4 separate regions of the Mus musculus genome follow, and regions 1, 3 and 4 are each linked to region 2. A link is a contact called in public HiChIP or PLAC-seq and promoter capture Hi-C data. All regions are on one chromosome and are shown on one strand. Each heading gives the region's core, a stretch centred on a gene start, on an enhancer-like site or on the middle of the called end of the contact. The rest is flanking DNA. Distances are from core to core; before and after follow the strand shown. Region 1 holds the start of Kif6 (kinesin family member 6). Region 2 holds the start of Lrfn2 (leucine rich repeat and fibronectin type III domain containing 2). Region 3 overlaps Daam2 (dishevelled associated activator of morphogenesis 2). Region 4 holds the start of Treml2 (triggering receptor expressed on myeloid cells-like 2).

Evidence for each region. HiChIP or PLAC-seq counts read pairs in DNA pulled down with a chosen protein or histone mark. Capture Hi-C pulls out chosen DNA fragments and counts their contacts.
Region 1: an H3K4me3 HiChIP or PLAC-seq map of forebrain shows a contact between it and region 2, with 5 times the contacts expected there. The contact joins the promoter of Kif6 here to the promoter of Lrfn2 in region 2. A contact is called at or near these places in 1 of 484 Hi-C or Micro-C datasets (cortical neurons), 2 of 115 datasets of contacts at active chromatin or transcription factors (astrocytes and forebrain) and 1 of 9 other capture datasets (liver).
Region 3: a contact with region 2 is called in an H3K4me3 HiChIP or PLAC-seq map of forebrain, with 3 times the contacts expected there. The contact joins the enhancer-like site here to the promoter of Lrfn2 in region 2. A contact is called at or near these places in 5 of 39 promoter capture datasets (embryonic stem cells, hematopoietic stem and progenitor cells, liver and 1 more), 2 of 484 Hi-C or Micro-C datasets (cerebellar granule neurons and cerebellum) and 2 of 115 datasets of contacts at active chromatin or transcription factors (embryonic forebrain and forebrain).
Region 4: a promoter capture Hi-C map of pancreatic islet shows a contact between it and region 2. The contact joins the promoter of Treml2 here to the promoter of Lrfn2 in region 2. A contact is called at or near these places in 2 of 115 datasets of contacts at active chromatin or transcription factors (astrocytes and craniofacial prominence) and 1 of 9 other capture datasets (pancreatic islet).

What each region holds. Positions count from the first base shown.
Region 1 is chr17:49,612,956-49,617,590 of GRCm38.p6, forward strand. Kif6 (kinesin family member 6) reads left to right here and starts at 2,217. Exons shown (of 23, transcript NM_177052.3): 1 at 2,217-2,347. The coding sequence starts at 2,282.
Region 2 is chr17:48,931,025-48,935,265 of GRCm38.p6, forward strand. It overlaps Lrfn2 (leucine rich repeat and fibronectin type III domain containing 2), which reads left to right and starts at 1,558. Exons shown (of 3, transcript NM_027452.3): 1 at 1,558-1,794.
Region 3 is chr17:49,516,477-49,521,278 of GRCm38.p6, forward strand. All of the region lies in intron 1 of Daam2 (dishevelled associated activator of morphogenesis 2), which reads right to left. Among named protein-coding and RNA genes, the nearest start is that of Gm52301, 34 kb to the right of the region's middle. Within about 2 kb of position 3,280, at least 12 of the 459 cell types and tissues checked have an H3K27ac peak or open chromatin away from gene starts, as enhancers often do. A contact at or near this core is called in forebrain, where this site is marked.
Region 4 is chr17:48,296,874-48,301,476 of GRCm38.p6, forward strand. Treml2 (triggering receptor expressed on myeloid cells-like 2) reads left to right here and starts at 3,165. Exons shown (of 5, transcript NM_001033405.2): 1 at 3,165-3,723. The coding sequence starts at 3,654.

The DNA of each region.
Region 1 (4,635 bases), core at 967-3,466, 680 kb after region 2:
GAGAGCTTGTCTCAAAAAACAAGGTGGATGGCTCTTGAGGAATGATAGCCAAGGTTGTCATATGTTTTTCATATGTATGAACACATATCCCACACACACATGCACAATATGAGTGTGCATGCACCCACATGCACACACACACAGAAGGTGTTAGCCATTAGTTTTATTGTTGCTGTGGCCAAGCACTTGGCAAGAAGCAGCTTGAGGAACATTTTATTTTGGAGCGTGGTTTAAGGTTATGGCCCTTCTTGGTGGCGAAGGCACAGCAATGAGAACAGCTCCTGGCTGTGGTGGCCGAAAAGTAAGGGTGATTGCTCACATCTGGAAAGATCAGGAAGAAGACAAAGATGGATGCTGGTATCCATCTCACTTTCTTCTTTCCACTTCCGTTCAGTTCAGGATTGGATGTTTCCTGCACTCAGAGAGGTCTTCAGCTAACCCTCTCAGAAGCCCCTCACAGACACACTCACTCCAGGCACTCCCATGCTCCTTTGCAGTCCACTCCACTTCCTACTCCAGCCTTGGCAAGCATTCATCTGTTTTGATCCTTAGGGGTTTCCTTTATCTAGGACATCGTATATATGGCATTAGACGGCATGTAACTGTGGATGCTGGCATCATCCTTCTCTGGACATAAAACATTTGAGCCGTAGCTATAGGTACCGGGAGTCCACTCTTACTGAACAGACTGCACCAGCTGTTTGTCTGTAAGGACAGAAGATTTTGCGTCTAGTTTTGGGTGATTGTTAGTGAGGCTGCCATGAAAATTCCTCTCGAGGTGTCTGTGCTTTTGTTTTGGACCATGTGATGTGGGTATGCTTAACTTTATAAGAAACTCTAAGGCTGTTTTTTTTTTTAAGTGTTGGGTGCATCTTGTCTTACTTACAACTGGAGTTCTAGATATTCTGCATCTGTGCCAACACTTGGTACTGTGAAATCCCTCCCTTGTTTTGACTCTGCATATATATGTGCAGAGAATGTTACATAAAGAGACTCATTCAATATTTAACTTCTGATTTTGTTTTAATTCTGGGGGTTCATTCAGGCTATTGCATATTATCAATGGTTCATTCATTTTAAAACGGTTTTCTAAGGACTTCTGCTTTGCCTGTAGGTTGGGACTATCGCCAATTAAGAAAACGCACACAGGTTTTCTTGTGAACACAAGTTTTCATTTCTCTGGGTTAAATGTCCCCAAAGTGCAGCTGGTGGGTCTCAAAGTAGCTGTACCTTCCGTTCTCTGGGAAAACAAAAACCAAAAGCAAAACCCAGACAAATTGAAGAAGGAAATGAAGGTGCCCTCAGAACTTGGGATTCTGATGGAAAAGGATGGTGAGGTGGGGATCATTATAGACTACACTGTGCGATCCTGTTTAAGACCAACAACAACAAAAAAAAAAATAGCCAAACTTCCTTTTTTCAATGCGGTTGTAGTATTTTATACTACCCACTTCACCAGTGAACCAAGGGTGATTCATCTCCCTCCCCCGCCTCCATCTTCATTGGCACCTGGTATTGTCCCCCCCTACACACACATGTGTACATATATGTGTGTATATGTATGTATATGATATATGTCACACACATATATGTCCCATGTATACATGTATATGTATATATGTGCATGTATATGCATATGTACGTATATCACAAAGTTTTCAGCCACTATCAGTCTGTGTCACATTGCAGTTTGGTTTTAATTTGCATTTTCCTGGTGAGTAGAGGCTGGGCACGCTTTCGGAGGCTGTCTCCCAGGAACTCATCATTTCCAGACGTTTCACATGGGAACCAGTCTCTTCACAGGGAGCTCAGCACTGCCCTTGCCCTCGGGCTGGGATTTTTCTGTTGAGAACCTGCTTTATCACACAATGGTTTCCCAGTGAACTCAGAGCAGCTTGGGAATCTCAACCAAAAAAGGTCATTTCTGCAATGCGTGATAAACGGCAGACTGACTTCAGAGAGACGTACAGGAGTTAAGGAATGCGGAAGGACTTGTTAAGGAAATAGACACACTCGGGCTTGCAAACTCTTTAACCCACATCCCAAGAGCATCTCCCACGGACATGCGCGGCGATCCCTGCTCGGTCCCGCCCCTCAGCCCCTCCTTTTAGTCCACGACCAATTAGGGATAGGAGGCGGGAACCCGGGGCCGCGGTGCTGCTTGGGTAGCATCTTTGGTTACTGTTGCTAGGGCAGCGGTGTCTGCGGGAGGTGGGAATAGGAAGTTTTAGGTGGTCCGGACTCGGAAAGGTCAAGGGTCAGTGCGGAGTCTCCGCTGGTGATGGTGAAGCAGACGATCCAGATTTTCGCTAGGGTGAAGCCCACCGTGCGGAAGCAGCAGCAAGGGGTACGGACCATCGGGCCGGGTGTGGGTCGTGTGGGGCAGTCGGCGCGGGGCGGTCACGCACACTGCAGCCCCGAGGGAGGACGGAGCCCGCCCACAACCTCAGCCCCGCGCCCCGTACACGTGAGCACACTCTAGCACACTCGTGCACGTGGACATGTTTGCACACTCACCTGCTCTGTATTTCTTGCACTCTTCTGGATCACTGCCTCCCAGCCCTGCACACGGAGCTCCCAACAGGGGCTGACCTGTCCCCAGTAGGGCGACCAGTGGGCAAGTATTGTGATGCACCCTCCTAGCAGGATTACACAATTTCAGAAACGTGCACACACTTGACTTCGTGGCCTGCTGGTTTTCTTACCTAACTGCTTTGCTGTTAGGGGTTTTCCTTTGTTTCGCTTTGTTGTTGTTTCGACGTGCATTCATTGTTAAGTGTGCCATGTGTCCCCACACAAGAAACATGTTCCACTCCCCGAAAAGCACTGATCAGCCTTCTTGAGGTGTGTACGAAATCCAGAAGTTTGCCAAGGTGGTGAAGATAGGCGTTCCCTCTCTGCCTCCAGAGTGAGCATGGTCACAGCTGCTGTTTGGAGAAACCACCACTCCCCAGTTGACTTTTCTGGCTTATTTCTGGTCCTCTGCTGGGGACTCTTGTCAATGTCCTCATTTTACACATGAGGACACTGTGTGACAGGTTAAGTAAAATGGCCAGGGTGCCCAGCTTGTGAATAGCAGGAACTGACTTTTAATTTTAATTTGTTTGTTCGTCTTGAGACAGGGTCTCACTATGCCAGGTTGAACTTGAATTCAGAGAGATCTGTCTTCCTCTGCCCCTGAAACGCTGGGATTAAAGGTGTTCACCACTACTCCTGCATTTAGTTTGAAATGTTAATTTTGCATCTGTATCAAGAACTTTAATTGCTTTTGAACTCTCTCCATGTCCCCACTCATCTTTCTCCCTCTCCCATCCAAACCTGCCTCTTATTTGTGGGGTGCAAGGCACTGAGTTTAGTTTTCATTAAGGCTTTTGAAGATAACATTTTCTCTTCAGAAAACAAACAACCCCCCCAACACACACACCACACCACACACACACACACACACACACACACACACACACACACACACGCTTTTTCTGACTCCCAAAGTGAATATTCAGGCAATTTGGTTCGTATTTATAAATGTGTAGAATAAGTGTACAGTTAACAATGTTTTGTCTCTATTCTGTTTCAGTGTTGTGTGTATGTAAACATGTAACATTATGTCATCTTATAATTTAGAATCTGTCTCTGGTAATTTACGTTCTGTTTGTTTGTTTGTTTGTTTGTTTGTTTGTTTGTTGAGACAGGGTTTCTCTGTATAGCCCTGGCTGTCCTGGAATTCAAACTGTAGACCAGGCTGGCCTCGAACTCAGAAATCCACCTGCCTCTGCCTCCCGAGTGCTGGGATTAAAGGTGTGCGCCACCACTGCCCGGTGGTAATTTACATTCTTAAAACAAAGAGATTATAATATCTCTGCCATCAGCAGCAGCAGTGGCCCTTTATCTCATGACAAACATTCAGGAGAAGTTATGGGAAAAGACTCCAAAGAAAAAAATTAGTCATTAAAAACTTGCTTTTTATTTTATATGTAGGAGAGTTTTGACTGCATGTCCATATGTGTACCACACGCATGCAGTGCCTGCAGAGGCCAGTAAAGACCATTGGATTTCCTGGAACTGGAGTTACAAATGGTCTGAGTTGTCACCTGGGTGCTGGGAATTGAACCCAGGTCCTTCTTGTAAGAACAGTAAGTGCACTTAACCACTGAGCCGTCTCTACAGGCCCAATATTAGCCATGTTTAAAGAAACAAGCAGGGCGGTGGTGGCGCACGCCTTTAATCCCAGCACTCGGGAGGCAGAGGCAGGCGGATTTCTGAGTTCGAGGCCAGCCTGGTCTACAAAGTGAGTTCCAGGACAGCCAGGGCTACACAGAGAAACCCTGTCTCGAAAAAGAAAGGAAGGAAGGAAGGAAGGAAGGAAGGAAGGAAGGAAGGAAGGAAGGGAGGGGAGGGAGGGAGGGAGGGAGGGAGGGAGGGAGGAAGGAAGGAAGGAAGGGGAGGGAGGGAGGGAGGGAGGAAGAAAGGAAGGAAGAAAGCGAAATGAAACAATAGGGAGGAACCCCTGGGTTTGCTTGCCTCTGACTCTCCTCAGTCACCATCACAGAAACCTTTGAAAGCACATGTAATACTGACCTTCTGGTCGGTCCTTAGCCTTTGTGCTACTTAGTGGTCAGAAAGCAGGTGGCCATG
Region 2 (4,241 bases), core at 308-2,807:
GACAGTTTCCTTCCTGCCCTGCAGGAGACCTCCCTCGCTGTTTGCGCCTCAGTAGGTATGCACCCAGCTGGGGTGCCCAGATAGGCAAGAGACAGGTTCTTCTGTACAGCCCTGTCTAGCCGAGCCACTGTTGGACCACAGAGACATAATCCACATGACACATGTGCCTCCCTGTGGGTATCTGGGACAGGTGCACGGAACAAGCGAAAGCAGACATGAATCGAGGCATGCTCTTTGCCCTTGGTTTTAAGAGCTGGAGCAACATCGGCATTCCCCAGTTCATGTCCTCTACAGGGAAATATACGGCGGCACTTCAAACCCTAGGCTTACCTTCCCCAGAAACTGGCCACTGAGAGCCCAGAGGCCACTAAGACTCTGCTGAACTAGTTTGGTGATTCTAAGCCTACGACCAGCCCAGAGTGATTACTCTGCTACCTACCACGTGCCTTAGACATTTCGCTTTAATCTAGAACCTCGGAATCGTACTATGTCACGTGAGGGTGGGTGGAGGAGGATGGTCTGCTGGGCTGTCAAACAAGAGCTTCCATTCGCCTAGACAGTCTTGAAATGTTCAGGAAAAGTCTGTCGTGTGTGTCGTGTGCAACTAGCACGGGTTGCTATAGGAGCCAAAGTGATGGCTCCTAGCTGGGTTCAGGGCTGGGTGGGCACGATCCTCCCATCACCAACCCCACCCGCAGCCCCGAGCCAACGCGGTCCAATTTTCCTCCAGCAGGCGGCGGGCTGGTAGCTGTGTGCAAGGCGTACTCTGCACGAGAGGCGGCAGTACGGACTCGACCTGGCCGCGGGGATAACCGTGCGCAGGAGCTGTCGTGTCACTGCGCGGCGGATCAAGCGGGTCCTCGGGGTTCTCAGGGCTCGCGGCCCCGCTGGGCTGCAGTTCCAACCCATTTACTCCGAACCAACGCTGCTAGAACCGAGGATCCTCCGGGGCTGTGGATCCCGGCTGAAGCAGGATCTGGGGTCCGGAGCTACTGCAGCTCCGCCAGCGGCCACTGGGGGCTGCAGTGCTGGAGAGCCCGGCGGGGACAGAGCGCTTCGCTCTGCCTCGGAGTCCTGGGGCGCCTTGGGTTTCTAAGGCTGTCTGCACCGCTGGCCGCAGCTGCCTGCATAACCCGCACAGCATCCTCACAGATCCGTGCGTGCGACCGCTGCGTGTGTGTGTGTGTGTGTGTGTGTGTGTGTGTGTGTGTGAGAGAGAGAGAGAGAGAGAGAGAGAGAGCGCTTTGCGCGCACGCGTGGGGGGGGCCAGTGGTGTGCATGCGGGGAGTGCGGGGGAGTGTATGTGTGTGTGTGCCTGTGGGTGTGAGTGCCTTGCTCACACACACACACACACACACACACACACACGACAGACTGGTCTGAACTTGAAGACATCCCACATTCCAAGAGGCTGCAGGTTCCTGGGGATGCCAGGGGGGTTCTTCAACAAGGAAAATCCTACCCTCATCTTCCTAGAAGGGATTATCTTTTTTTATCCTTTTTCCCCCTTATTTTTTTAAAATCTGGAAGAGAAGAGCACAAGTTGTACTCCCCCTCCCGCCCCTTCTTCTTGCTAAATGCCATGGATATAACTGAATAAGCTGCTCAGGGCTCTCCCCGCGTGGATGGTCCGAGGCCACCATCTGCCTGCCTTCGCTGGATCGCTGCAGCTGGAGCGCTTAGCGTGAGCCTGTCTCCGGCCAGGAAGGATGCGTGGCCGAGCCAAGGAGCCCGGGCGCCCTGCGGAGCCGGCCTTGGAGCCTCCCCGCCACGGGTAGATGCCGCCTTGCCCAGGTGAGTGGCTGTCGCTGCTGCTGCGTCTTGGCGACGCTGGGTGTCCGCGGGAGATGGGCGCAGGGATGTGCGCACCTGGGGGAACAGGGGAACTTTGCCTCTTTTCCTGCCTCACTTGCGGACTTCCTCCATCCTATAGACTCCTGTGGATGCCTTCTCTATTCCATCCTTCCTTCTATATTGTGTTTTGATAGAGTGGGGGAAGGGGAGAAACTGATGGGGAGGGAGGAGAGCGGGTCCTGGTGAGGCTTCAGACCGGTCTGGGTTAGGCTTGGAAGCTGGAGAAAGAGACCTCAGTCTCCTACAAAGGCAATCCTTGAATGCAGAACTTTGCCGCTAGACCATGCTGTTGCGTGTTAGCACATGCCAGGCCTGGCTAGGACGGTGCTGAGGTCTGGGTGACTATTCTGGGGTCTTCAGGAGCTTGGTTCCTGGACGGGTGGGGTGGAGACAGGGGGGGGGGCAGCGATGGAGTGCCGTGGAGGAGGGGAGGGAGGCATGGTTGCAGGGACCCTATCCTGGCCTCAGGCAGATCTAACCAAGATCAGGAGGACTCTGTGTGCCCACTCGGGTTGCTGAGAATGCCATGATAAAGCAGTATGTAAGCCGGTGTTAGCCATGCCCATGTTGGTAGTCCTCTGTCTCTCACTCAGCCCTGCCCTGCTTCTAAGGCTGGCCTGAGCAAGAATTGAGACCGAGACCAGCAGACAGCTCCCAGGAGGAGGGCAGTGCCTTGCTCCCCACCTTCCCCACAGAGAGCACAAAGGACAGAAGCGTTGGGTTCCAGGGAAAGGAGTCCAGACATCATCGAAAGAGAGAGAGATTGAGAGAGAGAGAGAGAGAGAGAGAGAGAGAGAGAGAGAGAGAGAGAGAGCAGGAATCAGGCAAAGCCTGCAGAGGAACCGAGCACGACTCATGCCAAGTACACTCAGAAACAGCTGCAGACGGACAGACACCTGCAGGGAGAGGGCTGTCAGAGCCTGTCCCTCTGAGCTGGAGCCACATGCATGCCTAGAAATGTTAGCCCTCTGTCCTGGTTAAAGCAGTGCATTTGCATGTGTGTCTGTCTGTCTGTCTGTCTGTGTCTGTCCATGTCTGTCTGTCTGTTTGTCTGTCTGTGGCTTGAAAGATCTGACCCCTGGGGCAGAGTGGAAACCCAGCTAAGGAAGAAAGTAACCAGGTAACCTCCAAGCTAGCTGTGGAGTTCCAGGTTTCAGGACAGAGGTGGGTTGATGCACTTGGGCGGGGGCCTGGTGGAAACTCTTGCTTGAGCATCAGGAAGGCTGGTGGATGCAAGCAAATAAACTAGGCTTTTGTCCCATGTCCTGGGTTCAGACAGAGTTGAAAAATAGCAAGCCATGCAGCCAACAGGGCAGTGGGACGGGTTTAGGGAGCCTGTCAGAGGCAGAAAGTGAGAGAGGGTTGGGCCTGGAAGACCTGTGCTTAAAGTGTCAAGCCTTCCTGACCCAGTGCTGCTCCTCTCCCCACCCCACCCCCATGGACTGTGGTACATCCTGTCCCTCTGCTGTAGGCAGGGGTTACAGAATTATATGGCCCTTCTCTCCCCTCCCTCCTATGCTCTGCTGCAGGCCCCCTTCCCTAGCCGTCCAGCTCTGGTCTAATTCCTGCCCCAATGGTAATTCCTAATCTTCTTGCCCTCAACCCCAGAACACAAGCAGCAAACCCATCACTTCTGGTGAAGCTTCTAGCGATGTTCCTCGGTAGGCCAGCTCCCAGGGACAGCTCCTGGTACAGGACAGGGTCTGTCATGGTTGGGAGGAGGCTGAGCTCCAATATCTTTCTTTGAAGTATGGGCTTTTTCCCAAGGCCTAGAAATGTGAGCAGCTGGGGAGGGTGAGCAGAGAGCATTGAAAGGCCAGGCCGAGAATAGGAGGACGAAGGAAGGGAATAAGGGATGCAGACAGGAGGTGGGGATGCTCTAAGACCCCGTGGCCCTGACTTGGCTCCAAAGGGCCTGTTTTCTTATTCTCCATCCTGCTTCAAAGTAAAATCAAGGACTGGGGCTTCTGGCTTCCAACCGCCAGCCTGAAGGGTGGAGCAAATTTGTTCTTTTATGTTGCTTTTCTTCTTGTTGTTGTTTTTGGTGTGTGTAGAAACTTCTGAGCTCTCGGCTGTGGGGGTGGGGGTGGGAGTCAACTCACGGACAATTGAGCATTGATGTTGGCATTTGAAATTGCTTTCAAAAAGCCCCCTGTCCTGCGGCAAGGAGGACCACGATGGCTGAGCTTAGGGTAGACATACACATGCACACACACACACACACACACACACACACACACACACACACACCACTGAGTGGGATCTTACAGATGTCTTTGGGCAAAGGCAGTAGAAGTAGGCTCTTTATGGTCCTTTTGTCACATGGGGATAGAAATTAAATTTGGATAGGCCACATTCAAATTCTGACTCTGCCACATTCTTGTTAG
Region 3 (4,802 bases), core at 2,030-4,529, 590 kb after region 2:
TGCATGTGTGCCTGTGCATGTGTGTAGGCCTGAAGTCAACTTTGGCTATCATTCATTTTCTAATTACCTCAATGATCCTCTATTTTATTTATTTGTTTGTTTGTTTGTTTGTTTATTTATTTTGGTTAGGTAGAGTCTCTCATGGCCCAGAACTTGCTGAATAAGCTAGGTTGGCTGGCCAGAAACCCCAGGGTCCACTTATCTTCGCTTCCCTAGAGTTGGGAGTACAAATTCATGGTTGCCATGACAAGCATTTCTTCTGTGTTCATATGGGTTCAGGGATTGAACTGAACCATGGTGAGATGTAGCCAAGTCTTCCTGCCCTCAGTCTGATATGCACAAAACACATGAAGGACATCACAATACCAGACACACGCAATGAGCGTCATGCCCCGGCACTGATTCCCTGCTGCAGACTTCAGGGATTGCTTCCATGCCAAGGTATGCCACTTTCTGTCATTGCCTGGACTCTGTGTCTGACATGTACCTTCAGGCATATTCAGCAGCCTGCTTGTATGTGTCAGACACACGATGGTCTCCTAAGGACCCCGTGAAAGAACATACATGCACAAGCCTAGTGATGACACAAGAGAGGAGGCTCACAGTGACAGGAGAAAGACAGCCATGAGATGGGAGCAGGGAGGGGCAGCCAATGCTATGTCCACCTGGTTAGAACTTCCCAGACGGAGGCTGATTGTGAAGAGGACAACAGAAAGGGCTTTCTAAAAGAGGCAATTCCAAATCTGCATCTTAACGAAGAGAAGCAGGACGTCTGAAAAAGCCTGTGACATTGGCTTGCCTCCTGCCACTTCTGGTCATCTTAGTCACCTCTCACCAACTTGGCTTCCTTCCCTTCCATCAGCCTCTATCTCAGAATGTTCCTTCCACTGAGACATTTGTTGAGAGAGAGAGAGAAAGAGAGAGAGAGAGAGAAGAAGAAAAAAGGGAGGGAGGGAGGGAGGGAGGGAGGGAGGGAGAGAGGGAGAGAGAGAGAGAGAGAGAGAGAGAGAGAGAGAGAGAGAGAGAGAGAGAGAGAGAGAGAGAATGAACTCAGATCCACCCAGATGCACATGGCATGCCTGTTTGGAGCTGGAGTTTCCTCCTTCATTTTATTGAGAATTAATGTTTTAACATCAATAACACGATGTTAATGGTGTAGTAAAAGCTAAAAATATGAAGCAGGATGTTATCGCTTTGTCTAGTACAGTTACCCAACCAGGTAGAGAAAATCACTATCCAACTGGAAGGACAAAGAAAGATGCTGTGCTGCATCCCTGGGATGGAAGGGAATTCAGAGCCCACCAGCAACACACACGGTGGGTCTTTATTCCTGGTTGAGCCAATGGCTAACAGCCCTCCTGAGGGCTTCTAATATATAGTGGAATTTAAGCTTCTCTCTCTCTCTCTCTCTCTCTCTCTCTCTCTCTCTCTCTCTCTCTCTCTCACACACACACACACACACACACACACACACACACACAACTGGGAGACATTCTCTGTCAATACCAAGGCAGTAATAGTAAAGAAGCTATTTGCTGGGGCTGCCATCTCACACCCTCGCCTCTCAGAGGAGACACTGGAAACTGAGCCCTCCACAGGTGTTCAGAGCCCCCATCTTCTTCAGCATCAGCTCTCAGGTCCACCTTCAGAAGCCCAGAGATCTGATCTTTTTCAACCCATTGGTGAATGTCAGTGAATGTCCAGTCATGCGTCAGTGAATATCTGTATCAGTTCTGCTACCACACAGTCATCCCAAAGCATTAATGTTGCCTGTCCAGGTGAGGTCTCAGAAGCCTCCTACCTATTTACTCTCCCAGCAGCTTAGGAAGGAGCACACAGTCAAAAGCTAAAACACCAGGGCCAGCAGACCTGCAATCTGGCCCCTGTGCCACTTCTTATCTGTGACATGTTTGGCAAGCCAGTTTAGCTCCCTATGCCTCCGTGTGTCTGGAAGTGAGTCCACGGGTATACCTTTTGAACACTTGATTACAAACCCATGGTGAGCTTTGATAAGCCGTAGAGCCTTCGCCAGGTGGGTCATGCTGGTGAGATGCTAGGGAAAGATTTTTGAAGAATGTGCCCACTTGCTTCTAGTGACATCCTTTCTCTGCATCCTGTCCCGTGCGAAGAAACAGCCCTGTGGCATTCTAGTTGTCAGTGACCTTCCTTGTGATGGTGGACTGAAAGTCCTATTGAAACTTGGAACCAAGATAAACCTTTCCTTCCCTGAGTTTCTTATGCTGACTCATTTGTCACACTCATGAGAAAAGTGACAAATACCCGGAATTTCCCCAATCTGAAGACTAGAACAATAGTATAATCTGCCTCAACAGGTAACTTTGAGGATGAGGGAGTGACATGTAGCCGCTGGAGAAGTCTCTGGCACCTCCTGAACACCAAGTTGGTGCATGCATGCGTGTGTGTACATGCATGTGTGTGCGTGCACATGCATGTGTGCATGAGAGATATTCATTCCTTATCAAATGTCCAAGAGAGTCAGCTGAAGGAAGGATTCGTTTTGGCTCATAGTCTCGGAGGGTTTGAGCATAATGTGGGGGAAAACATGGCGGAACAGAACAGCTCTCAGCATGTCAGTTAGGAAACAGAGAGGATGCCTGGGCCTTTGGCTGGCTCCTTTTTACCTTTTCTCTTATCTGGGATCCCACCCTTTGATATGTCACTGCCTCCACTCAGGGTCATTCTAGTCACCTTAGTTAAGTCACTCAGAAAGACCCTTATGGGCACACTCAGAGCTAGGCCACGCCTACCAGTCTTCCAGGTGCCTCTCAATACCGTCACATTGACAGCCACGATTACCCATCACAGTGTCGTCAACAGCGCACACCATCTATAAGGTCATCTCAGAGAGGCTCCTCAGGGTTCCCCTTCCCCAGCTCTGTCAACCTCTCATCTCTCCATTTTCCCACACACTTGAAAAACCATATAGCGTATGCATTTATCGTCTCTTTTCATCAGCAAGTCCACCCTCAAAAACCCAGTGAATCCAACCTGATACAGCCCATTCATGGATGCCGAGGAAAGCCCAGGCATGTGTTGCTGTACATTTTCCTCAGCTTTCATTGCTGTCCAAAGTGAGCAGAATCTCTGCCCAGCCCATGACAGGCCCTTGAAATACAGACAAATATAGGAAACTTAACTTAGCAACTGTCTGAGCTTAGACAAGTGATACCCATGCCCCAGTTAACTCATTTGATGTCTCTAGCCCTACGTAAATGAGGCAACTATGTAATGTGATATGTGTAGAGGTGCTGGCTCAAATCCTGGGTATGTAGTAAGCAGATGACTGCTAATTAGAGAAGGCCAGTGTTATGCTGCCTTAGGCAGGGCCTAAAAGGGTTCATCGCTAACTCTTCCCACCCCAAATCAGAGCAAAGTGATGCTGGGCCCCTGGCAGCTGTCCAGGTGGAAGAAAAATATCAGAGGTGTGTGACTGCAGAGCTGTCCTGGTCCTGATGTGGTTTGGACCCAGGCAGCTAATGTCTCTCCCCCACCCTCCTGCAGAGAGATGCTGCCTGGGTCTGGAGTATTTAAGAGCTCTCCAGCCGAGCGGTGGGAACTTCTGCCTGCTTGGGTCCCACGCCACATCCTGGCCTTGGAGGATGTAGACCTAAGGTCTTTACATGCTTCTCAGCTATTCCCAGGCGGCCTGCTCTCCCTCCAGCTCAGCCGGCTGCCTGAGCCAGGCAGCTACAGAGGCAGGTCTGTTTCCCTCAGACATCATCATGTCCCCACTCAGAGAAAGGAAGATTGTAGGTCTCACGCATGGAGACACTCGTTCAGAGACCACCTCCCATCAGCCATGGAGCCCCCCTGCCCCTGCTAGCTTGGGAGGGCTGAGAGTCCAAGGGCAAAAGAGCCTCTACTGACCAAGTCACAAAGGGTACCTCTCCCACCAGGGGCTTTTCATGTCTCTAGTTTCTCAGAAAGTTCTAGTCTGTCAGCAACTCCCCGAAGCGTTCATCCCTCTCCCTGGATGAACTAGGAAGAGATGTGACACCAGGCATAACGACAGAAAGAAATGAAGAAAACCCAGCACTGGTCCCCAGGCACCCAGCTCAGATGCCCCTGTCTCTGGGCCGCGTGTTGCACATAGTCAGGATACAGCAGTGGGAACCTACTGCACGCACTCTCCTGGAAAGCAGGCAGGAGGGACAGCAATGTTTCTGAATGCTCCGTGGAATGCAATGTAAGCGAGCCTCGGTGGCTGACATGTAACTCAGCCTGGGAAGGAGCAAGTTTCAGATACTGGAGAAGGGCAACACCAGGGTGCTTCTGGAAAGCAGAGGCAGCCTGGGGGGACAGTACAGTAAGGGACCCTGCATAATGGCATGCCTCTCAACAATAGCCTGTCTCAGAACGAAGCTGGGTTGCTTGCCAACCCCCAGCCTTTTTTGTCAAGAACTAGAACAGGGTAGACTCATGCGCACCAGAGCCTCAGAAAGCGCACCTCAGTGTGCCAAGGAATAAACAAATTCTCTGCAGGACAAGTCTCTACTGACCCAAACAGTTCTGGATCTTCTCGTATCCCATTGGCAGTCCCCAAAGTTCCTATTGCCCAATCTCCTCCTAGTCAAGTATTAAAGGCTTCAAAGGTGATAACTCCTCATCGAGTCGCAGACAAGGTATCTCTCAGCCTCCAGAACAGGCATCCTTTGTGGCACAAACTGAGGCCCTGCCCTACTGGCTCCCCTTCCCCTGACACACACACAGTTACACTTCATCCACCACGCTGTGCACGGCTGTGGGATCGCACACTACCATAGACAATGGCCAGGATCAGA
Region 4 (4,603 bases), core at 1,915-4,414, 630 kb before region 2:
CAAGAGACAGCTCAGTTGCAAGAGGGTACCACCAACCATGCATGGGACTTGGAACCTCCCACTTCCTCTGAGCTGTCCTCAGATCCCTGACCAGGCTGCTGTCTGCCTATATGGTAATACAATGCTTACCTCAAAGAGTACAATACAGAATTTACTTGGGAGCTGAATAAGAGTGATCATTGTCTGAGAGTACAGACGAGGTGACCCCAAAATTTTAACCTTGTTTTAATCTGTTAATGTTTTCATGCAGTTTTTAGAAAAATTTATTTATTTGTGTGTGTGTGTGTGTGATTGGTTGTTTTGTCATCATACATATATGTGCACCATCCGTGTGCCTACTGCCTTCAGAAGCCAGAAAGAGGGAGCCAGATTCCCTGGAACCGAAGTTAAGATGGTTGTAAGTTGCCTCGTGAGTGCTGGAAACCAAGTCCAGGTTCTCTGCAAGAAGAAGAAGTGCTCATGGTCGCCAAGCTATCTCTCCAGCCCCTCCATAAGGGCTAAGAAAACTGGGCTATGGACTGTCTTCTTTGCAAACTCTCCATGGTCACTGAAGCAGTCTTTTTTTTTTTTTTTTTTTTTTTTAATGTAGCTAAAAGAGCTAGAGAGTTGGCTCAATAGAGGATCTGGGTTCCATTCCCAGCTCACACTGTATCTGTAACTCCAGTCCCAGGGGCTCTAAAGCCGTCTTCTAACCTCCACAGAAACCAGGCACATATGTGGTGTGCATACATACATGCAGGCAAAACACTCACAGACATCAAAAAACAAAAAAACAAAAAAACAAAAAAACAAAAAACAAAACAAAAAAAAAAACCCAAAACAAAAAAACAGAACCTAGAGAGATTGTTTGTTTGTTTGTTTTTGAGACAGATTTTCACTATGTAGACCAGGCTGTCCTTGGGCTCACCATCACACCTGGAAAAAAAAATCTTATTGTTTAAAGTATAAGATCATCCTTGTCAACACAGAGGGTTTAATCCTGGGCTAGATGAAATCTTGTCTCTAAACAATGAGAATAAAAACTAATGACATCATTATAATAAGAATACAATCTATTTAACCAGATAGCAATAGACGCACCGATGTGGTACATTCTTTCTCTTTGTTCATTGAATTGAATTTTGCAAAGCTAACCTTTCCTCAGGGTGACCTCATCCAAGTGTGTATGCAAGTGTGTGTGCACATGTGTGTGTGTGTGTGTGTGTGTGCATGAGTGTGTGTGTGTATGTGTGTGTGTGTGTGTGAGAGAGAGAGAGAGAGAGAAAGACAGACAGACAGACAGACAGACAGAGCACACCTCCCTGGACTCAGTTCTTTCCTTCCATCATGTGTGATAAGTTTTTTCTCCACTGGTGAAACAAAGCAATTCAAGCCAGATTAGAGTGTATAAAAGCAGGTTTACTAGGAAGCTGCTATTGGGTGTGCAAGTTCATTGGTCTCAAGGAAAGAGGCCTGGGAAGTAGCCATAGGAAGGGAAATGAAGGGAGGGGGAAGAGAAAAAGAAAAGAGGAGAAAAGGGGGCAGCAAAGAGACTAAAAGGTCTGGATTATATAGGGAAGCGCCTGTGGGGGAAGGTCAGCCCAGCCCCTGGGCTGGTAAGGTCTGGGTAGAGGGTGGGGTTGTGCCAAGGAGGGACTGAGGGATGCTGGGAGAAACTGGAGGCCAGGTCTGCTTTGGTATATAAGTTGTGCACCTCAGTTGTTTGTTCTGGGGTCTGAAACCAAACCCTGGGACTCTGAGGATGGAACTCAGGTCCTTTGGCTTCTCAAAAGCCCCCTTACCTGCTGAGCCGTCTTGCCAGTGAACTTCATTGGTTTGGGAGTGCAGTTTAGGGTACAATTCATCTTGGCTGAGCAGCCAAGGTGGGGGCAGCTTGGAGCAGCGTGGGCTTCACAAACAGAAAACAGAGTCCTAAATGTGTCAACTGACATTCTAGTCAGTCAGTCAGCCTCCTAGAAGGTTCAACATCAGGTGCAGATCTTTCCAGGAACTTCTGTTCACAGTATTAAATACATTTCTCTCCCTCAAAAGATAATGTGTCTCAGTGTCCCTTTGAATGTCACATCAGAGCCCTTTCATCCTTTCCCCATAGTGTTCAGGGCCATGCAGAGCAAGCACACTGTAAGAACTAATGAATGAATGGATGGATGAATGAATGAATGAATGAATGAATGAATGAGTTTAAAATGTGAGAAATTTGAAGAGAGCAAAACTACAATTCCTTTGGTCTGGGACTTGGGAGTTCAAGTTCGTGTAAAGACTTTGGCTGTGCAAATGGCAGAACTTTTTGTTCAGTGTCCTAAACAAGTAGAGGGATCCCATATAATCACGGAGTCCCCTGAGCCTCCATAATCCACAAGAGCAGGTTGCACAGCTGTTGGACATCAGTAGAGTCTTTTGATTCTTTGGAGACAGAGGGATGGGTGGAGTCTTGGGCCAAATGCTGGGTCATTTTAGCTAGAGCCGGGTGGCTGTAGAAGAGAGATATGGTTGAGGGGAGGAAGTTGAAGAGACAGAACTGTGTGCTCCAAGGTGGCCTAAGCCTGCAGAACAAGGGGAGGGAGGGGCTCTGAGGGCGGGGTCATTTGAGAGGAGGTGGGGGAGGGGAAGGTTTACCTCACTTCAAGAAGCCTGGAAGCCTTGGAGCAGTGGAAGGCTAGAGAAAATTGCTGGGTGACTTAGGACCAGGAAAAACAGAGCCAGGGAAATACGGGAAGAGGGAGAGGGAGAAGGAGAGGGGAGAGGGGAGAGGGGAGAGGGGAGAGAGGAGAGGGGAGAGGGGAGAGGGGAGAGGGGAGAGGGGAGAGGGGAGAGGGGAGAGGGGAGAGGGGAGAGGGGAGAGGGGAGGAGAGGGGAGGAGAGGGGAGAGGGGAGAGGAGAGGGGAGGAGAGGGGAGAGGGAGAGGCTGCGCGCACGTGTGTGTGTGTGTGTGTGTGTGTGTGTGTGTGTGTGAGAGAGAGAGAGAGAGAGAGAGAGAGAGAGAGAGAGAGAATTTTAAAATTTGCATCTTGTTTCCCCCATGACAAAAATAAGCCCGCACGTGAGTCCGTGAGAGGTTATTTGCAACTGTGAGCAGGAGTGACTGAAGTGACTAGCCTGGACAGAGGAGGGTCAGGGTGACTGAAGGAGTCCATTTTACCAGACTAAAGACCTTCCTTCTGAAGGAGTATGTCAAGGCCTGCCAGAGAGCACCTGCTCCTGAATCTCAGAACCCAGAAGATCCCATGAAGTCTCTACAGAATGTTCCAGAAGCCTCTCCTCCAGTTCCCCGAGTGGAGGACCAGCTGCTGTGAATGAGGAGACACCCCAGATGGATCCAGTTTTCTGCAGAGAATCACAGACATTGTGGGGTTCTGGAGTTTTCTCTGGCCCAGGGGCCCCAAGACAGGGTGGAGCAGCCACACCTGCCTGAAGTTCTGAGGAAGAGGGCGGAAACAGACAGCTCCCGCCCTCGCCCTCACCCTCACTTTCTCTCCCCACAATTGTGATAGGCTCCACTGGGGGCATTGTGTGCCACAGGGGCTCACTTCCCCAAACAGGCAACTGTGGTTTTTCAGAGCCTGCCGTCCAACCCTGGGAGGTCAGGTGGCATGCCTGGGATCAGTGTGGGTCCTGCCCCTCGATCCCCGGGCTGACTGTGACATTGCATCTGGATGGAGCCATGGCCTCTTACGTTCCTGCTGTTGCTGCTGCTGCTGCTGTGGCTACAGGGCTGTGTCTCAGGTGAGAGGCAGGGGTGGGGGTGGGGTTGGTAGAAGAGAAAGACTACTTCCCCTGTCTACCCCACACTGCCTCTTCTTGTTCCACTATCTTAATGTTTTGTGGGTTGGGGAAGGAGGGTGGGCTGACCGGTCTTTACCAGAGACCAGTGAGAATGTCCCCTGCTAATATCTGGCCCCAGGCAGAGCTTAGACAGGCTAAGATGTAGCTGTATCCTCTATATTGGCCTTCATCTAGTGGGTTCCCTTGTAACGAAGAATGAGCATTTAATTTTCTCACAGAAATGACCTCTGTTTGGCCTTTGTCTGACTGGTGCCAGTATGAGTTCTTGTATCAAGTCTGCACACTTTAAATTTCGTTTTCTCGGAATGCTGATGCCACATCCGGTCCCTCAGCTCTGACTGGAAGGGAACCAATCCCCAAAGGCCCTTCCCAACTAGAGGCTACTCTGCAAGGGGCTCACTGGTTTCGACCTTCCTGACTGCCGAGGCAACCGCTTACCACTTCCTGTTCTGTTCTGGCTAGAGTAAGGGCTGGCAAACCCTCCCTTCACCAAGTGACAGAAAATACATGGGCACAAACGAACCTGGGACCCCAAAAGGCTTCTTCCAGGTCTCTGCCACTCTGCAGGGAGAAGGGTCTCGAAACCCTGGGCTGAGCCGAGGTGAATTCGAGGCCTGTTCTGTTCTGTTTACTTGGCAAGGGAGGAACAGACCTTAGAGCTTCAGCTACAAGCTGTTGGAAACAAGGGCAGGTGGCTTCTGGGTCTTCACTGTACCCTCTCCCTCCCTCCATCTCTTGAATTGCCCTGCTCTGCTTTCTTCAACAGACTGGATTATGAAGGGCACAGAACTCATTCATGTCTTCATTCATATTCATTCTC